Regions from separate parts of the Sus scrofa genome. Here regions 1 and 3 are each linked to region 2. The links are chromatin contacts, called in public Hi-C maps. All regions are on one chromosome and are shown on one strand. Each heading gives the region's core, a stretch centred on a gene start, on an enhancer-like site or on the middle of the called end of the contact. The rest is flanking DNA. Distances are from core to core; before and after follow the strand shown. Region 1 holds the start of TRAPPC9 (trafficking protein particle complex subunit 9). Region 2 has its middle 47 kb from the start of AGO2. Region 3 overlaps TRAPPC9 (trafficking protein particle complex subunit 9).

The links. A called contact is a pair of places that touch in the nucleus more often than the background predicts.
Region 1: a Hi-C map of liver shows a contact between it and region 2, with 9 times the contacts expected there. The contact joins the promoter of TRAPPC9 here to the enhancer-like site in region 2. A contact is called at or near these places in 5 of 5 promoter capture datasets (fetal liver, fetal skeletal muscle, liver and 1 more), 32 of 47 Hi-C or Micro-C datasets (adipose tissue, alveolar macrophages, blood and 16 more) and 2 of 2 datasets of contacts at active chromatin or transcription factors (alveolar macrophages and skeletal muscle).
Region 3: a Hi-C map of fetal liver shows a contact between it and region 2, with 1.5 times the contacts expected there. The contact joins two enhancer-like sites. A contact is called at or near these places in 2 of 47 Hi-C or Micro-C datasets (fetal liver and liver).

Annotation. Positions count from the first base shown.
Region 1 is chr4:3,063,961-3,067,082 of Sscrofa11.1, forward strand. TRAPPC9 (trafficking protein particle complex subunit 9) reads left to right here and starts at 1,294. Exons shown (of 24, transcript XM_021088861.1): 1 at 1,294-1,411.
Region 2 is chr4:2,917,850-2,920,853 of Sscrofa11.1, forward strand. No RefSeq gene overlaps it. Among named protein-coding and RNA genes, the nearest start is that of AGO2, 47 kb to the right of the region's middle. Within about 2 kb of position 1,617, at least 59 of the 83 cell types and tissues checked have an H3K27ac peak or open chromatin away from gene starts, as enhancers often do. A contact at or near this core is called in adipose tissue, alveolar macrophages, embryonic fibroblasts and 10 more, where this site is marked.
Region 3 is chr4:3,146,689-3,150,126 of Sscrofa11.1, forward strand. The region is part of intron 9 of TRAPPC9 (trafficking protein particle complex subunit 9); the gene reads left to right. Among named protein-coding and RNA genes, the nearest start is that of TRAPPC9, 83 kb to the left of the region's middle. Within about 2 kb of position 1,618, at least 4 of the 83 cell types and tissues checked have an H3K27ac peak or open chromatin away from gene starts, as enhancers often do. A contact at or near this core is called in fetal liver, where this site is marked.

The sequences.
Region 1 (3,122 bases), core at 44-2,543, 150 kb after region 2:
GCACCCTTAGTGCCATGGAGAAGCCACCTTGGGCAGCTTTTTTGGGGTCCTGGAAGCATTCTCTCTCGGCCTCTGGGAGACTCTGTTGAAAAACCCTTCTTGGCTGTCTGACCTGCTGGAAATCTCCCCCACTTGCTTTGCCCTGAAGATGTGTTCTGTTTCTAACTCATTCCTACTCCTTGGACAAGAATAAAAACTCCAATAGTTTTCCACTGACCCTGGGCGGGGATGAGGGATAGCTTGTTATGATTTTATAAGGAAAGCGTAAATAATAAGTCATAAAACAGCCTGGCCACAGAACAGAGGGTCAATAAATTCTTGCTGGGGTAAAGCAGAAGTGATGGCTCGGTTTTTCCCTGGCTGCTTGTATTTGCTGTACTAAAGGACACCTAAGGTAAAAAATTCAAACAGCGCAGAAATACACAAGGGAGTGGTCTCCTTTATCCGCTGTCCTCTCAGCCCTTCCTGGCGATGCCACTGTTTACAATTCCTTGTGTATTTTTTCAAATATGACATGCACAGTCCAACCTATGTTTGTAAATTCTTTTGTTGTATTTGTTTTAACCTAGAGGGGTTTAAATCCTTTCATGGCTTCTGCCCTTACCTAGCAAGCTAGGCGCTGGAACTAAGGACACTGAGGGGCCTATTCGGAGCCCTTGATGGGACCCTCAGAGTACGGAATGATTTACCCAGGAAGGTTGGGGACAGTCTGCTCCAGGCTTGGGCTCTGACCTTCTACCTCCCGCCCCGCCCGCCCAGGTCTTGCAACCTCGCAGATGAGGCACGCCAAGACTGTGCCTGCCTCAGTTTCCCTGCCTGGAAAAGGGGAACTTGAATCCTCCCCAGAGTAATTCTGAGCATTGATGACAACGCCTGCGGGTGCTTGGGCCCCGGAGCACGTCGAAGCCTGGCTCGGCGTGGGGGCAAGGAGTGTGATCCCCTGGGGATTTTGCAGGGGTGCGGTCTGGAGGGCTCCACCACCTAGGTGAACGTGAGCTGCGTGCCTAGAGGGGTCGGAAAGGGGCGCAGAGGCAGCACTGGCACTTCCTGGGGCGTGAACCGCCCCAGGAGCTGCTCCGCTCCGCTCCTTCCCCGTCTGGGTCCATCCACCCGCCCTCCGCCGCCTTCCTCCCTCCTCCCCTCCTCCCTCGGTCCACCCCGCAGCCTGCTCTTCTCCTCCCTCTTCTCTTCCCCCTTCGCCCCCTCCTCCCTCCCTCCTTCCCCGGTGTCTCTCCCAAAACCCGGAGTGGATCGCCGGGCGGGACGGGCCCGCGCATGCGCAGGGGCGGTGCCGGCTCGGCCGCCAGTCGGAAGCTCCAGCTCCGAGCGCGGGGAGCGGCCGCCGAGGCTGCTCGGCTCCACCGCCCGCCAGGCCGTTGGCTCCTGCTCCCGGCCCGGGGCCTCCGGCTGTGTAAGTGCCAGGATCGGGCAGGGGATCGCGCCGGCAGCGGGAGGGCTGTCCAAGCGACCCGGCGCGCGAGGGCGCGAGTCGGCGTGTGTCCCGCCGAGGGGCTCGCCCCAGCCCGCACCTGCCTGGGCCACCTGCCGTGGCCCCTTTCCCCGCCTGGCGGCCGGGCTGCACCTGCCGCCTGTCGGGCCGCGGCCCCGACTCTCCTCCGGGGGCGGAGGCCGGCCCCTTCCCCGCTTCCGCCCCCGGGTCCCCTCCGGCCGGGCGTCCTCTCCTTGGCCCCCGCCCCCGGCCGGGACCCGTGGCCGGGCTGGGGCTGCTCGGAGCCGGGCTGCCCGCGATCCCGGCGCTGCCCTGCTCTCCCTTTCCTTCCTCGGTCTCTTCTGGATTGAAAGTGCCTCCGATCCCGCTCGGCGGCGTCAGGCGCTGTTTCCCGGGGACAAGATCCCCGAATTGGAAAGTCCGGCTTCTCCGGCCAGGTCTTGGGAACAGAGAGAGCCCGCGCTGTGTTTGCCTTGGTCTCTTCCCTGTATCTGCCCCACGTAAATGCCTTTTAACGCGGGGTTTTCTGCGGTGGGGATGGGGCGCTTGTTGATTTCACATGTTTTGATGGAGGGAGGGGCTATAGTGTTGAAAGCAGGGCTCAGTTTAGTTAAAAATGAGCTGAAGGCATGAGGCTTTGAGGTCCTCCACCCCCCTCCGCGCCAGTTTAAACTTGTGACTGGCGATTTTTAAAAGGTAGTTATAGTGGCTTCCTGGTCCAGCCCGGCTAGTATTTGTTCGCATGAGACAACAGCAGTAGAGGCATATTGGAGACCCAGGAATATTGCAGTCCTAAGGATCTGGCAGGTTTTTAGTTGTTTGTTAAACTGTGAGGCAGGCTAGTAGTATAGAAGGAAAAATAGTTCTCAAGAGATATTTTTTCAAATAAGAGCTTTGAGATAATGTTCACATACCATGAAGTCCACCCATTTAAATCATTCAGTTCCGTGGTTTTGGAATGTTCACAGTCGTGCAACCACTATTCCAGAACCTTTTCATCCCTTCAAAAAGAAATTCCACTCCCATTGGCAGTGTCCCCTCCTGCAGCCGGTGGCAGCCACAAATTTACTTTCTGCATTTGCAGAGTTGGGGCATTTCATGTAAATGAATTCATACACGATGTGGCCTTTTGGGTGTGAAAACTTTCACTGAGCATGCAGTTTTCAAGGTTCATCCGTGTCGTGGCAATGTCTGTATTTTGTGCGTTTTTTTTACTCTTTTGGCTGCAACCTCGGCATGTGGAAGTTCCTGGGCTCTGGATAAAACCTGAGCCACACCCTTAAGGCTGGATCCTTCCCCGCTGCAGTGAGCCAGGGATTAAAGCAGCACCACCACAGCGACAAGCCAGATCTTTGACCTCACTTTCCCACAGCAGGAGCTCCCTTTGTTCCTTTTTTGGCTGAGTAATATTCTATTGCATGGATAGACCATATTTTGTTTATCCCTTTATCAGGTGATGGAGATTCGTGTTGTTTCCACTTTTTGGCTGATAAATAATACTGCAAGGAGCGTTCATGTTACACGTTTTTGTACACATTTTTGTGTGGACATGTGTTTTCACATCTCTGGTATACACCTTGGAGTAGAATTGCTGTTCATATGATAACTCCGTGTTTAACTTTTTGAGGAACTACCAAGTTGAAGAAATGCATTCTTTTTTTTTTTGGCCGTG
Region 2 (3,004 bases), core at 367-2,866:
CTAGCTCAGGAACCTCCCTATGCCACAGGTGTGGCCCTAAAAAAAAAAAAAAAAAAAAAAAAAAAAGTCTTTGTGGTGAAAGACAGCAAAGCATATAAAAGCGTATAAAAATAAGCGTGCAACTTGAGAGACTATGGCAGAATAAACGGCGCCGTTGTGGGAAGGAGTGCGTGCACCCACCCAAAGCCCCAGGCCCACCTTCCTCAGCCTTCCTCTGTGCAACGATACATCCCTAAGCGATGCAGTTTATAAAATGCAGCCGTGCCTTATTGGCTCTGTTGTGAAGATCCATCCACGTTGTTGCCGGTGGCTGAAGGCTGTTCATTTGCACCCCTGGACCCCACTTTATACAAGTACCTATTGCTCTCACCACCTATTCTAAAGCTGGTGAACAGCTGGGTGGCACCCAGTCCTCTGCCCCTGTGCATTTTTTTCCTTTTTCCGCTGCCCAGGCATGCACCGACGCCACAGCTGCAGCACTTAACTCACCGCGCCTGGGCCGGGGACGGAACTGGCGCCTCCGCAGAGACAAGCCGGATGTTAACGCACCGCCTCTCCGTGCGAGCTCCCTGACAAGCATTCCTACCTGGGCTTCCGGGGCTCCCAAACACACATTTCAGCCAAGTAGCTGCCGAAGGTCTTGTGCCGTTCGCTTCTACCAGACAAATGTCTTTTTAGCAGATTTCCCAGACATTTTCCCCCAAGTGGTTGTGCTGACTCCCATTCCCACAGCAATACTCTTCAGAAAGTGCAGATGTGAACCTAAGGCGCCTTTGAAGGTGACGTAGATGATTCTGGCAAAGCAGGGGCTGGCAGACACAGGGCATTGTACAGCAAATGAAGGATTTGGGGCCATATGCAGACTGAAATGGGGAGAGGGAAGGGTCCGAGCAAGCGAAGCGGGCAGCGCCAGGTCTGTGTTCACACAGCATGACTGTGCAGTGGAGGGGCCATCCAGGCCTCCAGGACAGTGCAGGTGGTGGGCAGAGGATTAAGAAGGATGGAAGGGCATCTGGGAGGGTGACGCCATGGGACCCACTCGCATTCGTATCAGTGCTGCTGAAGATCGACGTCCTTTTAGGTTCCTCTCTGGAGGACAGGGTGGTCCCCCTGCATTTATTTAGGGATGTCACTGAGGACTGCGCAGAGGAGCGAAAACCTATTGGCTGCTTGAGGCACCGCTCCCGTTCATCTTTGGCCCACGGTGGGCCTGAGGAACACAGAGTTAGCAGCATCCAGTGTGCGGATAATTCGTGCTTGCAGGATGAAGGAATGAGTAGGCAAATATGTTAAAAAGATGACGAGCAATTTTGGATTGTATTTCACCTTCCGGCTTCTAATCACCCACCAGTTAGGGGAGACGGGTGACCTGCGTCTGGCTCCCCGGAAAAGCCTCCAAAAACAGCTGGACCTCCCGGGACTCGATGGATGGAGTAGTGGGCTAGGGGAGAACGTTCCCACACAAGAGGGGCAGCAAGCAACTGCGGAGGCCCCGAGAGCTGGAAGGGGCGGTTTTAGTTTGATGTCATCATCGACAGCGGCTCCGACTGACCCCGAATTTCAACGGTTTAGTTCTTTACGTGGATGATCTGGGTTCTCGGCCGGGAGGTGGCGGTGTGGTAGTGTGCGAGGGCCGGGGCGCGTTCAAGTTCAAGCTCCAGGGCCGGAGGAAGCTTCGCGACATTCATGTTGCGGGAATAACTTAAAAACAGCCTGGCTGAGATGCCCGGGCGCCGGGATGCGGACACCACCACGTCCACACGGTACCCAGGCGCGTCCTGCCGGGCGGGGGCCAAGGGTGGGGAAGGGGCCCGCCCGCCCGCAGCCGGAACGGGCTCCCCGCGCGCGCCGGAGGCGGCGGGCAAACAAGGGGTGTGTTTTCTTTTCTTTCTTCCCGGTCTCCGGTGGCAGCGCCGCGCGGGCCCGCTCCGCCCAGTCGGAGGAGACGTCGCTCTCCTGAGTGGCTGCGCGGCGCCCCCCCCCGCCCGCCCGCCCCGCGCCCGCCCCGCCCCGCGGCGGGGCCTCGCTCCGCCCGGGCCCCCGCCGCCCGCGTCCGCGTCCCGGCTCCCCCGCCCGCCCCCGCCGGCCCGCCCCGCCCCCGCCGCCTCCCCGCCGCGGCCGCGCGGCCCCGCCCCGCCTCCCCCGCCCGCCTCCCTCGCCCCTCCCCCCTGCCCGCCGCCTCCGCCTCCGTCCGCCGCCCCCGCCCGCCGCCCCGGCCGCGTCGGGTAAACCTGTTTGGCGAGGCGGCCGCGCCGGGGCGGATCGTGCGGCCGGCGGCTCCCTCGCGGCTCGCGGCGTCGGGGCCCGTGGCGCGCGCGCGGCCGCCCCTCGGCCCCGGAGCCCCTCGGCGGCGCCACCATGTACTCGGGAGCCGGCCCCGGTGAGTCCTCGCGCTCGGGGCGCCGGCCCGGCCGCTCGCGCGCTCCTCCCCTCGGCGCCGGCGGCCGTTGGCTGGCCGGGCGCGAGCGCGGCGCGCGCGGCGGGCGGGAGGCCGGGGGACCGGGGCCTGGGGGCGCGGCGGCGGCGGCGGCGGCGGCGGCGGCGGGGCTGGCGGGGTCGGAGGGCCCCGGCCGCTGGCCGTGGCCTCGGCCCCGCGGCGGACGCGCAGCCCCGGCCTCCTCGGGCCCGAGTCGTCGGGGCGCCCCGCGCGGCCTGGGCCCTCCCCGCGGCCCGGCGGCCCGGGACCCGGCTGGCAGGGGACTGGGCCGGGCGGCCGGCGTGTAGGCCCGAGGCCCGGGCGCCCGCCTGGCCCGGCCGCGGCCCCGGCCTCCCGCGCCAGGCGTCTGGGCCCCGGCGGGGCCGCGGCCGGGGCCGGGCTCTCAGCGCCCGAGGGCCTGGAGGCCCCGGCCGGGGGCGCCGGGCTCGGGGTGCGGGCGGCGCGGGGAGGCGAGCGGCGGGGAGGCGCAGCCCGAAGCGGGGCCAGCCTGGTGCGCGCGCAGTTTCGTTTTTCTTTCTGCCAGCACTTCTGCGGCCCCTTCTCCAAGGGAAAGTCTGGAGAGGCTGC
Region 3 (3,438 bases), core at 368-2,867, 230 kb after region 2:
TTTCGAAGGGAAATACATTTCGAAAGAAAATAATGCTTAGCTAGTGGTTAACTCAGGATGTCCACTGCCACTTCCAGGGCGCCCCTCTGGACCCAGGGCCCAGGAGCCTGCATTTTGCAAGGACCCCTGGGAGGCCCGTGCAGGAGGTGGGCTCCGTGGGCTGGGAGGCAGGCTCTGATGAGTAGGAGTTGCTGTTAGGGAGTTTTTCACTGAGGTCATTTCTGTGCCTTTGCTTCTTTCTGGAAACCAGCCTCCCTCCTTTCCCGCCATGGCCTCGTTTGCTGGGTGAGGAAGTTAGTGCTCAGAGTCACCGTTGCTGCCCTGGTCGCCCTCCGGGGGGTCTGCATCCTTTACTGCCCCTGCTCCTGGCAGCAGTAGTTCCCACATCAGATTTGTGACTTGTGGCCCAGAGACTTGTCGGTTATTCAGCTACTCGTATGAAGAGTCATGTACAGGTGTGTAGGTTGTGGCACAGTTAGAGCGCTAGTGTCATGTTTTTGTTGGAAAGAAGCTGAGGCTGACATGAGATCTGAGGTTGTTGATGCAAAACTTTGCCCGGGAGGGAGTTGAGGGAGTGGGACCAAGACTGGGCAGCCCCGAATGTGAATGGCTGGGTGGACACAGTGGGCTGACCGGACGTGGAGGGCTGGCCGGCCACACCTTCCCACGTCCCCCACCCCTGTGCTTTTTCACTTGCCATAATTCTAGCCTTTTTGAATACTTCTCTGGGAGTCCTGTTGTTTCTCAGCGGAACAGAACCTGACTAGTATCTATGAGGATGCGGGTTCCATCCCTGGCTCCTCTCAGCGGGTTAAGGATCAGCTCTGCCATAAGCTGTGGTGTAGGTCGAAGACACGGCTTGGATCTGGTGTTGCTGTGGCTGTGGTGTAGCCAGCATCTCCAGCTCTGATTCGACTCCTAACCTGGGAACTTCTATATGCCATACCTGTGGCCCTGAAAGGAAAAAAAAATTACTTTGCTGGCCATCTTTTATAATCCTGGGTTTTAAAATATATGTTCTTCACATTTTTTTTTGAATTTCAGTAAATTGTAAAATGGAATTGAGAATAAAAATGCATCCTTTTACTAGCTTTTGGTATCAGAGAGTATGGGTAAAATAACATGACTGTAATAATTGAAGGTCTCCCATGATTGGACCAAGTCTGAAACATACAAGGTTGGGTTTGAGGTCCTGTGTGTTATGTCTTGTTCTCACCGTGGGGAACACGTGGGCTTAGATTTGAGTTTCTGTTCTTTAGCTTCTTTTTTTCCTTTTTTTGGTCTTTTTGTCTTTTTAGGGCTGTGCTGTGGCACATGGAGGTTCCCAGGCTAGGTAGGGGTCAAATCGGAGCCATACCTGCTGACCGATGTTACAGCCACAGCAACGAGGGATCCGAGCTACATCTGTGATCTACACTGCAGCTCACGGCAACGCCGGATCCTTAATCCACTGGGTGAGGCCAGGGATTGAACCTGCAACCTCATCGTTCCTAGTTGGATTTGTTAACTGCTGAGCCGTGAGGGGAACTCCTGTCCTTTAGCTTCAGAGCTGAGCACGAAGAGTTGCAGCGTGAACCCTGCCCAGAGGTGAAGGGCATGGTTTTTATAAGATGAGGGCAGTGTGCGTTATCTAGCTTCTGGCCTTCCATCCCTTCCCCCCCTTCCCGCCTCGTGTGCGTGCATGCGTGATATCGCTGGGGGTTTTGAGGTTCACCTGGGTGGAGGAGAGGAGAGTCTGGGCCCAGGAGTTGTTATGCTAGAGTCCTGGTGGGAGGCCTCACTAAAGGGCTATAATTTGTTTCCATTGTAAGTTATACAGTCCCTTTTGTTTGTTCAGAAATAGACAGAAGGGGCTGAACCAAACCCAGCAGAAACCAGGGGAAGCCTTTGACTTCCTTAACTTCTGTGTTGAAGAGATAAATACTGTGCAGCGCCGCGTAATAAGCACCTGCTGATAAAATGCATTCTCAGTGGAGAAACCACACAAGGACCACAGCGCTGCGAAGGAGAACTAGCAGTGTGTCAAAATCTCCAGTGTATTAGTGGATTTACTCGTTATGGGAAAAATACTAATTCTCCAACTTTTAGGTGAACCGAAATAGAACTTCCCAAGGCGGGGGTGGAAGGGGCGGTGTATCAAAAAGGGCCTTCTGCAGCTTCTGGAAGAATTCAGTCTCGTGGGGCACCGTGGTCTAAAGGGTGTGTGCTTTTCGGTGGGGTGGGTCGGGGTCGCTGGCCCGCCATCTGATCCACGGAGTGCCATCTGCCAGTCTCTGGGGCAGACTGCCGCTTCTGGCCCGGGGTATGGTGACACATTCTAGGCGTCTCCTTGCCTCCCAAGTCGCCCTTCTCTTCTCAAGTTTGTTGACAGCAGTCTCCGTATGAAGGCCGGACAACTGGAATTGAGGCGTTTTTCCTCCCCGCCTCAGCCCCACAGTGTCTGGCTCCCAGGGGCTGGCTTTGTGCTTGGGAAATCAAATTGCTTGTTTTCTCTGGATTGCACCTCATCAGTGAAAGGAGGGTCAGACCTCCCTGGTTGTGCTGGTGTAAGGACTGCACACGCTGTGTATATACAAAGAGCCTGGCACATAAAACCCGCTCAGTGCATTGTCATTGTTATCATGTATGTTGCCTTGTTACTGACTTCCCGTGTTTCAGCATGTACAGCTCTTAACCTGAAAACGGGCTGCTTTCTGTTTTGATGATGCGTGTGTCTCACTCACGGGGAAGCTGAGTGGCCTTGGATGAGCTGCTGGGGTCCCTGGCCTGGGCCGCCCTGTGTGTGGCGTGGAGCACCCTGCAGAGAGAGGAACATCGGGCTGCCAGCGCTGTGCTACCCACTAGGGTTCTTGGCCTCCCCAAGCAATAGAAACTGACAAGAGGCCAGACAGAAAATTCAGGCAAGGCTTTGCTGGGGCCCCTGCTGCAGCAGGAGGGAGCAAAACCAAGTAGCATTTTCCCTTGCTTGCTGGCCTAGGGAGGGCGAGCTGCTTCCTGTATGGGGGGAGGGTAGGGGTGGGTCTAGGGCTTGGGCTGGAGGGCTGGCCAAGGAGTCTGCCCACACCTTTGGTGTGCTGTGTGCAGGGTGCATTTGTCGCTCCCTGGTGCCAGGGTGCTTTGGCTCCCGGCTCCACAGAAGTGTTGGGGGTGTTTGTCTTTTTGTATCTTGTCCGTAATTTGCCCCAGCGGCGCATGCCTGCAGCTGTTTTGGTCCCTTACTGCTTCTTTGTATTTTGTTGCTTGCGTCTGTCCAGGTGCAAGCACTGCGGCACCCAGGGCCCAGCCGGTCGCCCTCAGATGCTTGAGGCCGACCTGGATTTGCCTCCTGTATCTTCTGCTGATTAAAGCGTAACCTTTGACAGTTCACTTACTTCCCTACGCCTGCTCTCCACTGTAAGATTAAGAAGCTAACGTTTGGGCAGCTGGAGGATTGTCAGA